2 separate regions of the Hordeum vulgare genome follow, and region 2 is linked to region 1. The links are chromatin contacts, called in public Hi-C maps. All regions are on one chromosome and are shown on one strand. The core of a region is the stretch at or near the end of the contact, and the rest is flanking DNA. Distances in the headings are between cores, read along the strand shown.

Region 1 (2,898 bases), core at 274-2,773:
TGTAAAACTGGTGAAGAAACCTGCAAAGTTTAGTGAATAAGAACATGACATAGCACTGCAGCCATGCTAATATTGTTGCAGTACTACTTTATGCACCCAATTGTACCTGTGGCTAGAAACCTCCATACCGTAATCAGGCTACCATATTTTGCACCGAACAGAAGAACGGGCAACACCTAAGATTCAGATATCAAAAGAGGCACAAAGATATAAATTACTCAGGGAAAAGATTATGATTCAGCCAGAAGGATCGAGTCACAAATACAATTTAATGCTTACTTTGAGAGTCGTCGATGGGTTGCCCGAGAAGATCACTTGTGCCGTGGATATGATGGAGTTAGCAATCGGCAACACAGCTCCGGCAGCGCGAAGAAAATCTTTTTCAGTCAACTCGAAGTTCCTTTCCCTCACCGGTTGCCTGATACAAATGCGAACTGGAATTACTTGCTGGGTTCAAGCAGAGTAACGAATTGATGATCACTGGTTCGTACTTCATATTATACCTCTGTGGTACAGAATCCTTAAAGAAGGCTAGACCCAAAACCATAACGCCCAGCTGACAAAATACAGAAAATGGGCTGTACAGATGGTCACCCGAAACTCATACGAGATCAGCACAGGAAGAAACATAGAGCAATGTATGAATTTGAGGCGAAACAGTAGCAGATCAGCATACCTGAAAGCGATCTCTCTTGAAAAGGAGCAAGAGAGGAAGAACATGGATCCCATCCCGAACCAGAGTGCTGATTTCGCCACGTCCTTCCACATCACTAGCTCGACGATCCTTTCCCAGAGACTTTCCCATCCGGACTGCTCCAGAGCGTCAGTTTCTGTGGCTGAAACAACAGCCACAACAGTTAGCACAAAGTGAACATTCGGATCTAGCAATGCTGTCCTCAACCAGTAATCTAGCCATGCTCACCATGAGTGGCATCCGCAGGAGCCGGAAGCAAAGCCAAGCTCGTGTTATCCTCCTTCTCTGGGGCGGCGGCCGCCGCCACCACCGCCTTGTCCACAGCCACCGCGGCCGCGACCTTGGACGTCACCCTGGAGGACCTCCTCCTGCGCGCCTTCCTAACGGCTTCCTCCTCCGGATCGACCTCCTTCTCCAACCTCCGCCTAGCCCGCCTCGCGTTCCTCGGCGAGGCCGCCGCGGGCGTGGCGCGCCGCCGCCTGGGAGGCGTCCCCGCCATCTCCAGGCTCGAATCCACGCCTGCCCCGGCCGCGCCCCGCTGGCCCGAGCGGGTGCGGCGGGAGGTCGGGGACGGGGACAGCAGGAGCAGTTCGTGGAGCGAGTACCCGCCGGAAAGCTGCAGCGGCGACGGCAGGGGCGACCTCTGGCCCGTCGGCTTCGGCGGCGGCGTCGCCATGGGTTCCTCCTCCGCCGCGGGAGAGGAGTGGTGGTACGGAGGCGTCCGAAGCTTCGAGGATGGGGCCGGCGACAGCGAGGAGGGGTTCATGGCCATGGCCGCCATGTGTTGGTCGATTTGCTTGACTGCTTCAGTTTGCTTTGGTCTGTGCGGGTTTGGGAGTCCTGGCGGAGTTTAAAGGTCAAGGGCGGTCAGGGATGAAAGCGAAACTACATAGATTCGCTGGGCCCACGTATCAGAGAGCAGACGCGCGATATAGCCGTTGCAGGGTTCGACAGGCGGCCTGGTCACGTGGCGGGTGGGCTGGGTGAGTCGCGAATGGCCCGTTGGGGAGTTTAGGGCCTGTTCGGAACTTCGAACGAAAGATTGGGACCTCCTATGGGGAAAACCGACGCCTGCAGCACTCCGCAATGGGCTGGCCCATGAAAAGATCCTTCATGAACGTTCTTTAGCCCGTGAACTTTTATTGAAATCGGTTAACTTTTTTGAAAATCGATGAATTGTTTTTGGAAATTCGTGAACATTTCTGAAAATCAATGAAGATAAATTAAAATTAATGATTTTTTTTAAATCAGTGAACTGTTTTCAAAATCTGGTGAACTTTTTTCAAAATCAGTGAACTGTTTTTAAAAATTGATGATTCTTTTCGAATTCTATAAACATTTTGAAAATCCATGAACATATTTCAAAAAATTGGTGAACTTTTTTAATAATAATTGAACTTTTTTTGTAAATCTGAACTTTTCGAAATTATGTGAACTTTTTTCATACTTTTAATGACCAACGCATTTTTACATGGGCCGACCCAGGAGGAGGAGCGCTGGAGGCGCCGCTTTCCCTAACGGCGCTGAAGGCGCCGAATAGGAAGTCCCACTCTTATCCGCCGCTAGTTGCGGCAACTGCCGAGCGGACACACATGGGTCGCCCAATTGGGCCGCCCAAGTTAGCGACCAGTAACGAATCTGGAGACCACAAAAAAAGTTAGCCACCAGCAGTTGAAAAATCTAAAACATTTCAGTAAAAATATCATAACATTTTTTAAATAACCAGGACATTTTTCAAATTTCAGAACATCTTTTTAAATTTTGGAGCATTTTTACATATCCAGAATATTTTTTCGGATTCTGTAACATTTTTCTAAATTCCTGAACATTTTTTAAATTATGGAACATTTTTCAAATACCGGCAAAATTTTCAAATATTCGAATCTTTTTTCAAATTTCGGAACATTTCTTTTGAAATATTCGAAACATTTTAATAAAAATATCAGAACCTTTTTTTCATATTCCGGAACATAGTTTTCCAACCTTTTTCCAAATTTCAGAGCATTTCTTTTGAAAAATTCGAAACATTCTAAGAAAAATATCGGAAATTTTTTTAAATTCCGGAACATTTTTATTAAATTCCGAAGAATTTTTTCAAATCCAGAACAATTTTTCGAATTCTATAACGTTTTTTAAAATTCCTGAACATTTTTCAAATTCTGAAACATTTTTTCAAATGCCGAAACAATTTTTCAAATTTCGGA
Region 2 (3,136 bases), core at 382-2,881, 170 kb before region 1:
TCAAAAAAGAGGGAAAACCTCGGGCCTGAACTCTAGATGGATGTCGAATAGAAAGTGAATGTGTTTGGGTAGAAACCGCCTATATTTTTGGTCGAAAGCTGTTTCTATTTTTGGATGACGCGTGGATGATGTGAGTGAGAGTGGCGGGCACTGGTAGTTACCATGCTGTTGGAAAAACATTTGTCCATGTCCGACAAATGTGTGGAAATGCAGACGAAAAAATCACTACTGATTGGCTAAAATACAATTGTGACATCATACTATACGGTTAAAGAGGCCACCCAAAATAGGCTCACTAAGAAGACTGACAGACAAAGCAAACGATCAGATTAATTCTTGTGCCAAAACCTTGACCCACGTACCTTGCCCCAGAAGCCGGATACCTTGTCGTACCAATAGAAGCCAGGGCGGAGCCTAGAAGGAGGGCACGAGCATCCCTGCAGCAAAGCTAGCTCCTCCGGTGACAACTTAGCCCCATTAACGTAAATGTCCTCCGGTCGCAGCTGGTTCGCTGTGCATTCACGCTCGCTTCTCATGACGAGCTGCACCTCCGCCGCACTGATCAGCCGCCGCAGCACGCGTGAGCCTCTGCCCAGCGCGTTCCTCCTCGACTCGGCCACAGGACGCCCGATGCAGGACAAGCACTTGCGCCCCTCCGGCATAGACCCCATCGCCCGGAGCACGCAAGCCGAGCAGTACCGCGCGCCGCAGGCGAGGCACGACTCCATGTCCCCACGGCCCCAGAAGCCGCCTCCCTTCCCGCATCTGTAGCAGCCCCGAGACTTGGCTCCCGTGGGGTGGTTCCCCGCCTCGAAATGCGCCGGCGAGAGGGAGCCGCTGGATCGAGCTGCGGCAGGCATGGCCTCGTCGGCGGCTTCGTCCTCGTCGTCATCGTCCTCTTCCTCCTCCTCAGACGATTCGAGGAGGGAGCAGCTGGTCTCGGCAAAGGAGACGGTGGGCTGGTGGGGGACCGACGGCATCCCCGCCTCCTCCTCCTTGTCGTCGTCGTCGGCGTCAGAGGGGGAGGAGGGGAGCTCGGCGGAGTGGTGCGCGGCGGCGTGGTGGTTCTCGATGACGGAGGTCGGGGAGTCGGCGACCGCCTGGGCGCCACCCCCCGCGGGGCCGCCGGAGGAGCGAGGAGGCCCCGCCGCCTGCTGCTGCGCGTGGATGGCGGAGCAGAGGGAGGAGGGGGTGAGGGGCCGCACGACGGGGAGCGGCGAGGAGCCGGTGGGCGGCGGCGAGGAGGAGGAGGAGAGGGCGGCGAGCGGGATGTGGGAGAGGTCGAGCGGGATGGCGCGCGGCAGGGAGTAGGGGAGCGGCGGGCCGTCGTACTCCGCCGCGAAGGAGTACTCGCCGTCGCCGGCGACGGCGGAGGCCATGCCTGTCGGCGGCGGGGCGGAGCACGAGGCTGGGGCTAGCTAGCTAGGGTTCGGGGGGGAGCGGCATGGGGGGACGGGGAGGTGGGGAACCCTAGACGTGGGGAGAGGGGAAAGGTGGAGAGGAGAGAGTAGCTTTTTGGAGCATGCGCGAGGGAGGGAGGGAGCGGAGCGGAGATGGAGGAGGGGTCGTCGTGGAGAAGGAAGACTGCTGCTTTCGTCGTGCGCCGCGTCTATGGTGGACCAGTAGATCGTCCTCCCCTACCTGCTTCGACTCTGATGGGCTCCTTCTTTTCTTTTCCTTTTCTTTTTTGAGGGCTCCTTTTCCTTTCTTGGTGAGCTGCTTTGAGTTCCATTCTTATTTTACTAGTTTCTGGACAGATTATAATTTATCTTAACATGCACCAACTCTCTTTTTTTATTAAAAAACTTCCTAGTTACAGTAATTCTCATGAACTTTAAGTTAATCCTGCTATACCTAAATAACTGTGGTTGGAAAAACAAAACTCCAGTTCTCTTCAACTACAATTATTTAAGTATAGATATAGGAGTAGTAGTTAACATACATAGAGGGTCTAATCATTGAACTGATAAGACAAATCTTGATTCATATACATGGATGAATCAATAATGGTGTGGATTTAGACAGATTTAGAGTGTGTGCATCAATCTCCACTTAGTGACCCTGACAATTCTAGGACCCGTAATGGACATGTACTCTGGCAATCTCTCACTCATGATGTGGATTTCAACCAGAATAGATAGAGTATAAATGAAATGCGGGCGAAGAAAATGGAAGGAAAGGTGTGCAAGGGTAAAACTCGGATCATCATTGTCATGTGACATAGTCGTTTCCTCTATAAACGCGTATATTGTGAGGATGACAATGAGGATTGTGTGAGCAAGGTAGACGAACAGTCGCTGGACAATGCAATAAAACTCACAAAAAACAAGAATTATGAAAAAACAAACATATATGTGAGGGTCGTAGCATTCATTGGAAAGTACTACTCCTTGTATCCTACTCCCTTCGTCCGGGTTTATTAGGCATGTGGATTTATAAGGGCCCTTGTTGAAAAAATAGCTGAATAACACCTAAAATGCAAGAGCTTTAATGTTGCGCTAATTGAATTGGACATGCATGCATGCGTGTTTGGGCTCTGATTGGGCACTGCTTGGCGCATGCACGTGTGGGAGGAAGTGCGGGCATGAGAAGCGAAGCCGCTCACTGTGTTTCGAGGAACGACTGCACTTACTGCAGAATAAATCAAACTCGTCTTGGTTCCGCTGCTTTGGCTGAAAGGCCCAATAAACTCGGATGGAGGGAGTATAATACAACATATTGTTTGACAATGGAGGATTTGTGGCTCTCGGGTGCTACACATCCTTATATAAATATTAAATAAAAATACCAATATTTTTTCTAAAAAAGACTCAAGTTTTGGGATAACAAACATGGGTATCCATTCTACTCCTGTCTTTAGTTCCATGAGGAATGGTTGCTTGTCGTATTCTTAGTAAAAAAAATCGTTTGTGTAGAAAAAAACTAAAATTCGTATGTTAGACCGTATTTTCTTCTCCACAGATACCACGAACATCCATTCCTCATGAAAAATAATGGTGGAGTAGGATAAGCACCCAGGTTTGATATCCCAAAAAATCATCAAAATCCACTTTTTGAAATTAAGCCGTGAGTTTTTTTTTGAAATTAACTTAAGCCATGAGTTGAGTCAATCTCAATTATACCTCGCCATCCATCG

The links. A called contact is a pair of places that touch in the nucleus more often than the background predicts.
Region 2: a contact with region 1 is called in a Hi-C map of seedling, with 7 times the contacts expected there. The contact joins the promoter of LOC123452911 here to the promoter of LOC123452413 in region 1. A contact is called at or near these places in 3 of 6 Hi-C or Micro-C datasets (leaf and seedling) and 1 of 1 datasets of contacts at active chromatin or transcription factors (embryo).

Annotation. Positions count from the first base shown.
Region 1 is chr5H:60,551,453-60,554,350 of MorexV3_pseudomolecules_assembly, reverse strand. It overlaps LOC123452413 (reticulon-like protein B18), which reads right to left and starts at 1,523. Exons shown (of 8, transcript XM_045129062.1): 1 at 923-1,523; 2 at 677-836; 3 at 504-578; 4 at 280-418; 5 at 107-176; 6 at 1-20. The coding sequence starts at 1,475.
Region 2 is chr5H:60,723,277-60,726,412 of MorexV3_pseudomolecules_assembly, reverse strand. LOC123452911 (extra-large guanine nucleotide-binding protein 1-like) reads right to left here and starts at 1,631. Exons shown (of 8, transcript XM_045129649.1): 1 at 363-1,631. The coding sequence starts at 1,379.